Regions from separate parts of the Mus musculus genome. Here regions 2, 3 and 4 are each linked to region 1. A link is a contact called in public Hi-C and Micro-C data. All regions are on one chromosome and are shown on one strand. Each heading gives the region's core, a stretch centred on a gene start, on an enhancer-like site or on the middle of the called end of the contact. The rest is flanking DNA. Distances are from core to core; before and after follow the strand shown. Region 1 holds the start of Glt28d2 (glycosyltransferase 28 domain containing 2). Region 2 overlaps Sh3d19 (SH3 domain protein D19). Region 3 overlaps Fam160a1 (family with sequence similarity 160, member A1). Region 4 overlaps Fam160a1 (family with sequence similarity 160, member A1).

Region 1 (2,906 bases), core at 296-2,795:
ATTAGGTCCAGGCAGCTTCACACCAGGTGCATCTTCACACCAGGTGCACAAGAGAGGTCAGGCAGGTACATTAAGGACAGGAAATCTTCCCCTTGCTAATCAACAGGATAAAGGTGATTAAGCAGGAATTATTTTTCAATGACCTATATAATTTCATCAGAGCTGCTATGGCTATTAGCTGAAAGCAGCTGACTTCCTAATGAGATGAACTTGATAGCAGGGCCCTCCCAGAGCAGCCCACAGAGTAGTAGGCCCCATCTAAAGAAAGCAACAATTGGTCTGCCATCTCCCCCGCCCACCCCACCCCCTTCCTCCTCCTGAGAACAGCCTGTCTTCATTTGGAGCTCTTTTCTCTTAAAGGAGGGGATGTGGTACCCCCTGCGCCTGGATGGCTAGGGCTGCAATACCTGTAGAATAGTTGACAGCTGATCTGTCAAGTACAGGAGGCTAAAGCCAACCTGGGCTAATTCTCAGCACCCACTCACAGGAGTCCCAAAACTCCAAGCAAACACAGTAGCTGTCACCCCCAACACCTCACCCACCCGAGCTTGAAATAAAACAATAGCTAGCTAACCTCGCAGGAGTGGGGTTAACAAGGGAGCTTTGTTGAAACCAGGGAAAACAAGCACACACACACGCGCACATACATACATATACACACACTGATAACCATAACTCAAACTCAGTTTCATCAGAGAATTTATGAAATTGAGCAACAGTAACCCAACAATAAATTCCTCACAGCAGGAAAGTGCTGCAAGCCCAGTGGCACCGCCTCTGACTCTGGTGTATGCCAGGAAAGGTTTGGAGAGGAAGACAGACCTAGATCTCATCGTCTCTGCCAATTATTCCTGGGGGACCCAGGCGCTGCGACCCAAGGGACTGAGAAAAGAGGTGGAGAGCCTGATGACATCTTCCTCCGTCAAAACAAGCTGGCCTTCTTCTTCCAGGGTCAGTCCTGAGTAACGTCGCCTGCAGGAGCCCCCAGCGTCCCGGGTAGTCACTGGACTTCCCCAGCCGTCCTACCAGTCCTCTCTCCAAAACCTGCTCCTGCCACCCAGCAGGATGCAGGAAGGAGGTTCTCGGGACAGTCTCTTCCTCCTCCAACACCCTAAAATAAAATAAAAGCAAGCCTTCAAGCACAGATTTCTTACCTGCGTGCGGCCGCGGATCCTCCTGCTACGCAGTGTCCCCTAGACAGTCAGAAAGTTTGTGCGACGGTCCCGGGTGCGGGAGAACAACCGAGCCTCCAGCGCACAGGGCACAACAGAGGACTGAGCCGGCTCCTCTGGGCCTAACACCCAACTCCAGGCGCCCGGGCAGCTGCCCTCGGGCGTCTGGGCGCGGTGACCTCCAGCCCTGGCTTCAACTCAGTCTGAGGACCCGGGGACAAATCACCCAGCTAGAGAAGGTCGGGGCACAACTTTTCTCCAGCACGTCAGCGGGTGACGGAGCTTCGCAGGTCTCGGGCTGGTCCCCGCCCCACAGCCCGCACCCTCCGAGGCAGGGAGGTGGCAGGGGCGGGGCCCAACCTGCCGAGCGACTCAGGGGCCCCGCCCCCAGGGCCTCCACCGCCTCCGACCCCGCCCCCAGTAAGCCCCGCCCTGTCGCCCAGACCCGCCTCCGCCAGGTGCTCGGGAGACTCGAATTGCGCGACTACAGCGCGCACCGGTTTCCTAGGTGAAGGGGGCGGGGCCTCTGCGAGAAAGTTTCCACCGAAACTTGAACTGGAGCGTTGTGGAGGACGCCTCGCCCTTGGGGGCTCGCCTCTCTGGCGAACTTCATCCCTCCTCCCGCGTCACGCCTGACAGGCAGGCACGCCCGGCTGGTTTCTAGGGTTTTCTGAGGAAAGGAAGCTGCACACCGCGACGCGCGGACGTCTTAGATTTCCCACTTCCAGAAGGTTTGAGTGCGGAGCCGTACGCATCGCCCCACGCGGATTCCCTTCGCCTGGTCTCGTCTTCCTGAGATATTTGAACTTTAACATGACAGGACAGTCCCAGTAGATCTGAGGCAAAAGATGAACGTGATCTCCTTTTACTGGACTGGAAAACTCGCCTGAATGAACAGGAGGCCATTTGGTTCCAGCAAGGAAGCAAAGAGTTGCAGTTTTGCAGTTTAGTTTCTTAGGGGTAATTTTAGTCGTTCGGACCTTATTTGTGAGCTTGAGGGTATTGCATAGGTGTGTGTCGTTCATTCACTGGCAACTGTCCCCACTGCCACCCTACCTCCAGCCAAAAAGAAAGGGCTGTTAAATGAATAGTCCTTAGCAAGGATGAAAGTTCGCAACTCGGAGCTCAGGAGAATGGAGAACAGCAGGGAGGTGGTGGCCCTTTGGCACTGTGTGGTACATTATCCTCTTCCAGGGCCCAACCCTCGACCTGGGGCGACCTTTGCCTAAGGACTGAGAACAGCATGCCACGCCAGCTCTCCCCTTCAGTCTCCACGCCCTATGTGCTTGGACGGTCTGTCCAGGCTCTGCTTCCTGTACTTTAAATCCCATAGGAGGAATTTGAATCTTGGTTAGCGGCTCTCTTGCTATTTGCATTGCCCTGTGGTTAGTGTGGCTGAAACTTGAATTGAGTCCTCCTCCCAGCGGATGGGGCTACACCACAGTCTGAGAAAACGGATGTGGAGGTTTTCCACCACAGCATCCTACTGGCGCCTCACCAAATCCTGCTTCTGAGGAAGAGTCTTCCTTTGTTCTGCATGAATGACCTCCGGAGATAACCAAAATCGGGCAGATCTAGTTTTCTAATTTTCCTTGCACCCATAGCAACTGGATGGTACAAACTTCATGCTTTCTCCTACTATCTGTACATCACCACCACCACCACCACCACCACCATGCCCGAATCACCAACTTTCGCTTTTGCCGCCTGAAGATAAAAAAAAAATGGTTCCTG
Region 2 (2,906 bases), core at 141-2,640, 220 kb after region 1:
TCCAGGGCGAGGCCTGGGTTAGCAGGCTGAGGCAGTAAGCCTCAGAGATGACAGTTATCACAGGAGAACAAAAGTTACATTTACAGTTTAGCATTGCAGAAGACCAAGCTCAGGGTGTCAGAGAAGCTAGGCAGCTGCCCTGCTTCTGAGCAACGCTGCATGTTTGGAAGAGTTTAACTCTCCCGGTTAAGTGTTCACTCTGTCACTCAAGGTAACTGCCCACCAGTCACTCCACTCAAGTAAAGAGTTTGTTCTTCATCCTAGTTTTCATAAGCCAGTGTAATTCCTTCTTCTTGAAAGGCAGTTTATCCTATGAAGCTTTTTTCTAAGAAAGTAAAAATTATCATTTTAGGGAGAAGTTATGTTTTCAGCTCGTGCAGCTGGCACGTGAGAATTCTAACTAGTTCACATAGGAAACTTCTCTTACCCAATTTTCTCTGCTTGGGTCCAGCATCGGCCATCTGTTAGAGCCGCCCTTCCTCTCCCAGAGCATGCCGTTGGTAACAGCAGGACTTACACTGCCAAAAAGATCTATCCTCTTACATATATTTTTAAAGCTAAAAATGTAAAAGTTGTAACAGTCCAAAGTTTTCCCACTTGGAACATTGCCTTTTAGTTCCTCGCTGTGGCTTTGCAGAGAGTTGGCCTCCGGAGCCAGTGCGTTGTCTCTGCTGCTGATAATGAAATGAACTGTCCTATTAGGCTTTGGGGCTGGAGGGATTGTTACAGTTTTTAGGATTGTTACAGTTTTTAGAAAATGAAGCTTGAGTCACTGGCCTCAGCACTTGTCTGGTGCCCATTGCCAAGACCACAAAAAGCCATGGAGAAGAAGGTTCAAAATTGGGCATCTTCCCCTAAGTTGGTAAACAGGAGATATTAAATGTATCAATTATGGTTGAATCCAAAGGACTGGTCAGAGAGAAAGTGAAGGGTCGTCAGCAAGTGTGTGCCTTCCGTTTCCCTCCTACCTGGGTGGCCACAGAGTGCCGAAGCATTTTTTGTTTGTTTGTTTGTTTTGTTTTGCTTTTTATATGGAATGTACAGTAACATCCCCAGGGTTGTTTTTAGATTGACATGTTGCACAGAGACCCAGGAAAGCTGACTCCATGCAGACAGAAAGTAGATTGGTGCTTGCTTAGGGCAGAGGGGATGGTGAACGAGGAGTTGTACAGTAGGGGCAAATCCCACTGGGCAAGAACAAGCCCACTATCACAATGTTTGAGCCAATTTAAGGCACGCTTTATTAAAACTGTCCAGGACAGTGGACACCAGCCAGGTCTTTACCTGGGATTCCCAGAGAACAGCCCCAAAATATATTAGTCAGAGGCTTATAAAGGGAAAACCCACAAGGCTGTGTACTTCTCTCCTTCGTCCAGTTGGGGGCAAGCATACATCCTGATGGCCTTCCTGCCGACACACATCCCGCCTCCCCGTGTGATCAAGCTCGTCCTGCCCAGCTGGGGCAACCAAGTTCGTTTACAAAAGTGAAAGCATGTGGCCTGTGAACAACGCGCCCAGCATTCCTGGAGGCTGTCTGTTCTTAGGCAGGTCAGAGGCATTTGTGTTTTATAGATCTCTTGACACAGTAATTTAAACTTAAAACATAACTTTAGCCTTCACACGGGCTCTGTGGAGAAGCAGAGGGGATCAAAAAAAACAAAAAACAAAAAACAAAACACTGTAAACACAGACTTCAGTGATAGTTGCACAATTCCATGAATGTTCCTTAACCACATAGATCCTTTTTTTTTTGATAGTCATGCAGCAGTTTAACGATAAAAATATATTAATATTTTACTATACAGCAGCAAGAAGTTAGTTGTAAATTAAAAGCACATAAACATCTTTAAATGAAAACCTGTACAAGCCACATAGATTCTAAATGGATACATTTTATTTTGTATGAATTGTATCTCAGACATTTAACAAGTAGGTAATGTTAATGCATAGAAGGTGTTTGTTACAGTGGTTGGAGCACAACAATTGAGCAGTGGTATTAGCTATTCTTACTGTTATAATGTCATTACTCTAGCAATGAAGACCTTTGAACTATCTTGGGTTTACCTACAAGATGTGCACCCTGGTAGTGGAGTCTGGGTTGTCCGCCTCCCTTGTGGACAACCCTGTCTAGGCTGTTCCCCCTGATGAGTCTGCTTGCTCATCACTGAAGGCTTGAGCAAGGACCCTACCTGGAGGCTCAAATTATCTTCCCAACTTTCTCACTCCTGGGTATATTCAGGTCTTTGGTTCACTTGGAGACTCACATTCATGTTAGGTTTAAGGTAGATCTATGTCTCGACTTTTTCCAAGTCACCAGCCACCCAGCCTAGTATTCTTTATTGAATAGCCATTCTTTTTTCTGAAGATTTAAATCAGGAACAAATAAAAATCACACACACAATTAAGTACATAAATTGGTGTTCTTAAAGCCACCAGAGACCTAAAATAGCTCACAATTATCACAACTCCCGTGTTGCTCATTATTTAGACAAAGGCAGTAAGCAGGCGCTGGTGTGAAGCTGCCTCAGCCATCCTCTCTTGACCTGAGTTACAGTTCTGCTTCCTGTATTAAACAGACAGTTTGCCCCTGTGGCGCATTTTGGTTAAAAAAGCAGGAGGATTCGGGAAAGATCTGACAGGAGTGTAGAGTGGGAAGAGTGGGCCATTCCTCACAGTACACTGTGATCAAGCCAGTGCACCGAGGCTGTGGAAAGGGCAAGGATGAAGAGGTCAAGAGTCATTGAAAAAAAAGAGAGAGAGAGAGAGAGAGAGAAAGCACCCAAAAGTCTACCTTCATTCATTTCATAAGTTTGCTAGTGTTAAATATTTTTAAGTAATATTCCCAAGGGTCAAGGATGGAGTCTTCCTTGCCCATGAGTAAAACCCTGGCCTTGATCTGCAGACCG
Region 3 (2,906 bases), core at 105-2,604, 210 kb before region 1:
ATAATTACAGACCCCTGCACGTGTTTGCTGACTGATGGAAATGCTGTGTTTCTCAGAATGGCCTCCAGCCCGTTTTCTCCCTGCTGCAGGTTCATGAGTACTGGGATTTTACGTCTATAGCATCACACACAGCTCACAGATTAGGAAGTACCGTACTTCAATAGCCAGATTAAGTTATTACCCAATATACTGGGGAGGGGAGGGGGAGGTGCATTTACTTGCGCGCGTGCGCGCGCGCGTGTGTGTGTGTGTGTGTGTGTGTGTGTGTGTGTGTGTGTGTGTATGTATGCATGCACACAAATATTTTCATTACTTCCTCAACCCTCTACCACCTTTCATTGGGCATTATTTATTAAAATCAGCCATCACCAAAAGAAAGAAAGAAAGAAAGAAAGAAAGAAAGAAAGAAAGAAAGAAAGAAAGAAAGAAAGAAAGAAAGAAAGAAAGAAAGGAAGGTAGGTTTTATGAGCTTTGGAGAGGACACGGGATGTGGAGCAGGAGGAGGTATGGGAGGTAGATATATATGATCAAGACACATTGTATACATGTAAGAAATTCTCAAAGAATATTTTTTTAAATAGGTCACCATTCATTTTAGCCAGTGAGTAACAAGTGGTGACACAGAGCACACATGCTTACTGATAACCTAGCAAGGAAACAACCAATCAGAAGGCAGAGGCGAGGGACTGAAGCATAGTCCGTAGACAGAAGACTGACTGCGAGCAGGCAAGTGAGGTTCCAGAGATCTTCACTGCTCACCATAGTTCTGGCCATGTTTCTCCTGTTCCTCCCTCCCTGGGCTGGCTGTCCACCTCTGCCACTGTCCCCCAGCTCCTCTGCAGGACAGAGGTGTGCCTGAACTGTGCACACGGCTTCTCTTCAAGTAAAACTGCCCCTATCTGGACACGACAGGCAACAGAGCTCACAAACTTGCTAAAGATACACTAAGAGGATTCAGAGATGCCAACCCAGGCCCAAGCAGTTGATTTTCCCCAGAACTGGGACACTCCCGGAGCACAGGGTCTGTCACACCCCTGCCCACCAATATTCCCGGTCTTTGTCTGGCCTCTCACAGGTGCACACACCCAAGGGGGCCATTTCTCCTGGGATTTCTCTCTCTCTTTGCAAATCTCTCATCTCAACGGACTCCTCTGACACTTGGCCAAAGGAGAAATTTGTATCAGTTATTAATAGAATACTACTCTGAAGTATCAATATTTAGGAGCACTTAAGGCACAACAGACAGAGATATGGTAATTTATTTACCACGTAACAACTTCATTAGGAGGGATCCACACAACCATGCTGCTCACAAGCTCTCGGGCCCCCAAGCTTATCATGCGCAGCCAAACAACTGCACAGCAGGCAAAAATGGAAAGGGTAGATTATAACCTAGTTTTATATTCTTTCCAACAAAGTTTAAATGCCTAGAAGAATAAAGTTCTTTGTTGCCCTCGCTTCAGGGACAGATTCTAAATCAGAAAAGACATAATTTTTATGAGTTTAAAATATATTTTCTAGAAGGTTCCCATCCTCTAAGTATATATAACACCCCACATTGTTTCAAAATGCTTTTGTGGATATCACCACAATTGTTCCTTTCAATCATCCTACGAGGTAGCATATTCCAGAAGTAGAACAAGACAATCTGCAGCTCAGAGGGAGGGGAGGGAGCCAGAGGTCTCCTGCACAGGTCCTCTCGGGTGCTTTTCTCTGGCATCCACACGAAGTAGAGTAGGAAATAGGAAGTACTCAGTAAAGAACAACTGTGCTACTGCAGTAGCACCATCAGCTCCATGGAACAAGGAGCCGGCCAGAGCACCTAGGGAAGGTGGTGTCGAGCTGTCTGCACCTCAAGCCTGGCACCCCTCCTTCTTCCACAGAACTTGTCATAGTGAGATGCCCTGCAGGCACCTCTTGGACATCACAGAACCAACTAGCCCAATTTAGACATGTCCACACTCAAACACAGGTTTATTTCTCATCTTCCTAAGGTCCAGGCCTGGCTCTCAGATGCAGCCATGTTTAACACTGCTGCTGAGGACAGATGTGAATGCTATGAGCAGACAAAGGGGCAGAGCTTATCGTGTAAAGCTTACCAGATGTCCAGCAAGCAAGCCTGCCACAACTCTGGCTTTGCCTGGCCTTGGTGACCCACAGGAGAAAGCAATGGACCTCAGATCCAGTCAGGCTGCCATTTCAGGGACACACACACAGGAGAGAAAGAGAGAGAGAGAGAGAGAGAGAGAGAGAGAGAGAGAGAGAGAGAGAGAGAGAGAGAGAGAGAGAGAGAGAGAGAGAGAGAACACGCTTTATCCCTGCTGTCAGCGGAGCAGCATTTAGGAATTTAACATTTAAATGCAATCAAGCTTTGCCCACCTTGAGTAAGAGCCTGGGTCTGAGCAATAGAAAATGCTTTGCCAAGCTTTCTGCTGGATTTCACTCAGGCCCTGCTAATGCATTCTGTCCTGTCTGTAGATACTTGCTGGGGAGCTGAAGTAATCCTTTTAAAACAGACTACCAGCTGCGTCCTTATGATCGGATTTGTTCTCTGCTAATGCCTTAAGATTAGTTACTGATGACCTGATTTAAACCCGAAAAGTTCAAAAACGTTGTTTTACTTAAAAATCTTAGAAATGATAGTCTCCCATAAAGCGACAGCCTGTAAGGCCCTCCATGGTGTGCCACCAAGTTTTTCAAGACTTAGATTTAATTCCCCTTTAGTGGGATGCTATATTCACATCAGCAATCCCTCCAGCCAGTGATGCTCTAACTCCGGTGGGAAGCCAGGATCTTCTAGACTAATGCCACTCAACCTCCTAACACTGTGACCCTTTAACTCCTAACACTACGACCCTTTAACACAGTTCCTCATGCTGTGGTGACCCCCGACCATAAAATTATCT
Region 4 (2,906 bases), core at 178-2,677, 170 kb before region 1:
TACCTCTCACCAAACTGCATAAGCATACATTGTATTTGGTGACTGTCACCTGTGTTTTACATGTTTCTTTACTATCATTCACATCAAATATGCTGTTAGTATTTCTACCTGCCATAGTAAGTTCTAACTATGATGTAGGTTCCAGAAGAGAATCTGTGAGAAGAAGATATAAAAGGTTGGGTTTTAAGGCCTTTCTAGAAAATTTTAAGGTGAAATCTACTTGAGCACAGAGTACAGTCACACTTGACAGGTGCCAGCTTCCTCCTAAGGAAGGCTCTCAGGTGCTGACACTGGGAGCTGGGAGTGCAGGAGACTCACATGCATCTGTATTTACCTTCAGATCCAGTCTCATAGCCCTGTGGGTCTGTGTGGGCCACCATGTCCTCTGTTCTCTGAAATGTTTGGTTACCACACGAGTTTAGCCAATATGATTCTAGCAGGAGACTGGTAGACCGGAATAGGTGAAGTTTCCGAGTTTGTCCCAACTTTATTTCTAGGAGTTGCTTGAAGTACACAGCTCCTATAGCAGGCACTTTCTACACAGCCCCTTGCCCCTGACTCTTTACACAGACACAGACACAGACACAGACACACACACACACACACACACACACACACACACACACACAGAGAGAGAGAGAGACAGACAGAGACAGAGACAGAGATAGAGACAGAGAGGGGGAGAGACAGAGACAGAGAGAGACAGAGAGACTGGGGGGAGAGGGGGAGAGATCAGTGTTATGGTCACAGTGAACTTGCCACAGATTCCCTTATGCTCTTGAATCAAGCTACAGGCTCCGTATCCAGCTCTGTGACATGTGAACAGTGAGAGTAAACAGGAGTGACTCTGTCCCAGGTCCCTAAGACACTGGTCACTTCTACCATGCACACTTGGAGGCTTTAGAACCTCCATGCTCTGGAGTGCTGAGACCTTGACTAGTATAGAAACCCAAATAGCTAAGGCTGCCTCCCTGGGAGAAGCCCCAGCCATACCTGTATAGAAAGGAAGAGGCACAGAGGAGAAAGAGATGCTCAGGCAGCCCCAAATGCTCAGGCCCTAGTCACAGAAATGATCTCACTTGAGGCCCACGCCCTAGAGCCGGACTGTTGCACTGTGCAGGTGGTGACTCACACTAACAACCAATGGCTGCTGTTAAGTCCAGCTCTAAGCGTGGTTTCTGACACAGCACCAAACACTGAAATGTTGCCCTCTCAAACCCTCTTTAGCTCCTCAGCTTGCCTGACAGCACCATCTGAGGCCCACCTGTTCTTACTGGGACCCTGACATATGAATGACAGTCACTAGGGCAAATATTCATATCCTAAACATCTCTTCTGATAAAACCGCAGAAGGACACTTCCCTCTGAGGGTGGTGTGACCTGAGGCCTTGCTTGCCTTCACAGGATGAAATAGGAATGGAAAGACATGTGTCACTTCCAGATAAAAGCTCCACGTCTCTCCCTCTGACACTATGACAGGTGATGTAAGCTCCAGGGTTGACACTTTTGTCCCTAAGTGCCTTCTTGCCTTGCTCCTTGAAGTACAATCCCTGTTTGTTTAATCCTTCCTTCACTTCTGCTTCTCTGAGAAGGCAGGCTAGTGCAACTAACCAATGAGCGCTCAGCTTTGAATATTAGCTTGGACAAATTAACCGGGCAGACCCATGAGAAGCAGACAACGTACCCTTTGCTCTAAAGTACAATAGAACCAACCAGCTTGAGTGACTCTAGACATATCTGCAGCTGAATTTATTTGCTTACTTCATCTATCAATAACATTTTCTTTAATATGACTTTCACAAAAGCATGCTCAACCTATCTGTAAAAATCAACTCTTTCCCAAATGTCCAAAGTGGGCTTCCCATCTCTTATTCCACACTCTGGAGGCTATATGTATTTAGGAATTTAAAAACTTTTAGAAGAATGATATATTTATCTGCCATGTTCTTATATAAAATCCCCAGAAGGTCTGAGCTAGCACCCTAAACTAGGTATATTAGTATTTTCTCCACAGAACATACAAATACTAACACAGGTTAAAAATCAACAACCTTGAGATAGCTCAGGCAGGACCAGACACCAAATGCACTCAGCGAGGTTGGATGGTTTGTCAAATGAATTGATAAAAACCTTGTGTTCAGGGCTTTCTGAGTCACCTTTATTACTCAACCTAGAGATTGAACCCAAGTCTACTCCCAGGCCCAGAGCTTTCCCCAATGTGTTCCGCTTGCACATGACTGTGGAAGAAAGTCCTGCAGCCTTTAAAAAGAACCCCGTGAACCCTGCACTAACCCTGAGGAATAAATGGCCACACCTCAGTGTTGGATGAAGACAGTATGAGAGTAAGCTCCTGAGTGGACTCCATACCTATCTGCAGCAGTGAGGAGCAATTGCAGAGATGCCCACTATCAGCCTACATACCCGCCCCACTTTTCCTACTCACAGGTTGTGAGTGTGTATGCAGGTGGGATGTGGTGTGCATCTGATGTGTTACTTATTAGAGTAGGTGGAGGTATGCACATCCATGTGTATAAGCTAGGGGTCAATGTCAAATATCTTTCCTCCCTCTCTTCCTTCCCTCCCTGATACAGATGTTGTCACTAAATCTGAAGCTCACTGATTCAAATAGGACAGCTGGCCAAAGAACTCCCAAGATCCTCCTGTCTCTACCTGCTGCAGCCCCACATTGTCCCCGCAGCATGGGGAGTCAAGATACAAAATACCAAGCCTGGCTTTTCAATGTGGATTTGTGGGGATCCAACTCAGATCTGTATCCTTAAATGGAAGGCACTTCATTCACTGAGCCATCTCCCCAGTCCCTTCATTAGGCTTTGCAATGCTTAATCTCTGGTTAAGAAATGCTGCTGAAATATATTGATCATAATGTGGGAAAATTGTCAGCATAA

What was found. Hi-C and Micro-C count contacts between places; a contact is called where the count stands out from the background.
Region 2: a contact with region 1 is called in a Hi-C map of hematopoietic stem and progenitor cells, with 2.8 times the contacts expected there. The contact joins the enhancer-like site here to the promoter of Glt28d2 in region 1. A contact is called at or near these places in 8 of 39 promoter capture datasets (the 3T3-L1 cell line, the SN4741 cell line, embryonic stem cells and 3 more), 2 of 15 datasets of contacts at CTCF or cohesin (the NIH/3T3 cell line and embryonic stem cells), 1 of 484 Hi-C or Micro-C datasets (hematopoietic stem and progenitor cells), 7 of 115 datasets of contacts at active chromatin or transcription factors (bone marrow-derived macrophages, embryonic stem cells, fibro-adipogenic progenitors and 2 more) and 2 of 9 other capture datasets (adipose tissue and pancreatic islet).
Region 3: a Hi-C map of rod photoreceptor shows a contact between it and region 1, with 4 times the contacts expected there. The contact joins the enhancer-like site here to the promoter of Glt28d2 in region 1. A contact is called at or near these places in 12 of 39 promoter capture datasets (the 3T3-L1 cell line, 3T3-L1-derived adipocytes, the SN4741 cell line and 6 more), 1 of 15 datasets of contacts at CTCF or cohesin (the NIH/3T3 cell line), 3 of 484 Hi-C or Micro-C datasets (cortical neurons and rod photoreceptor), 5 of 115 datasets of contacts at active chromatin or transcription factors (embryonic stem cells, kidney, neural tube and 1 more) and 2 of 9 other capture datasets (adipose tissue and pancreatic islet).
Region 4: a contact with region 1 is called in a Micro-C map of the HL-1 cell line, with 1.8 times the contacts expected there. The contact joins the enhancer-like site here to the promoter of Glt28d2 in region 1. A contact is called at or near these places in 19 of 39 promoter capture datasets (the 3T3-L1 cell line, 3T3-L1-derived adipocytes, the C10 cell line and 11 more), 1 of 15 datasets of contacts at CTCF or cohesin (the NIH/3T3 cell line), 6 of 484 Hi-C or Micro-C datasets (the HL-1 cell line, cerebral cortex, embryonic fibroblasts and 2 more), 10 of 115 datasets of contacts at active chromatin or transcription factors (cardiomyocytes, craniofacial prominence, embryonic stem cells and 5 more) and 3 of 9 other capture datasets (adipose tissue, macrophages and pancreatic islet).

The regions. Positions count from the first base shown.
Region 1 is chr3:85,885,973-85,888,878 of GRCm38.p6, forward strand. Glt28d2 (glycosyltransferase 28 domain containing 2) reads right to left here and starts at 1,546. Exons shown (of 2, transcript NM_177130.3): 1 at 1,155-1,546.
Region 2 is chr3:86,108,846-86,111,751 of GRCm38.p6, forward strand. All of the region lies in intron 14 of Sh3d19 (SH3 domain protein D19), which reads left to right. Among named protein-coding and RNA genes, the nearest start is that of Gm25188, 9.8 kb to the left of the region's middle. Within about 2 kb of position 1,391, at least 100 of the 459 cell types and tissues checked have an H3K27ac peak or open chromatin away from gene starts, as enhancers often do. A contact at or near this core is called in adipose tissue, bone marrow-derived macrophages and hematopoietic stem and progenitor cells, where this site is marked.
Region 3 is chr3:85,678,842-85,681,747 of GRCm38.p6, forward strand. All of the region lies in intron 7 of Fam160a1 (family with sequence similarity 160, member A1), which reads right to left. Among named protein-coding and RNA genes, the nearest start is that of Gm40082, 32 kb to the right of the region's middle. Within about 2 kb of position 1,355, at least 5 of the 459 cell types and tissues checked have an H3K27ac peak or open chromatin away from gene starts, as enhancers often do. A contact at or near this core is called in rod photoreceptor, where this site is marked.
Region 4 is chr3:85,714,869-85,717,774 of GRCm38.p6, forward strand. The region is part of intron 5 of Fam160a1 (family with sequence similarity 160, member A1); the gene reads right to left. It overlaps Gm40082 (a long non-coding RNA gene), which reads left to right. Exons shown (of 3, transcript XR_001783868.1): 3 at 2,592-2,894. Among named protein-coding and RNA genes, the nearest start is that of Gm40082, 3.6 kb to the left of the region's middle. Within about 2 kb of position 1,428, at least 7 of the 459 cell types and tissues checked have an H3K27ac peak or open chromatin away from gene starts, as enhancers often do. A contact at or near this core is called in the HL-1 cell line, pancreatic cancer cells and trophoblast stem cells, where this site is marked.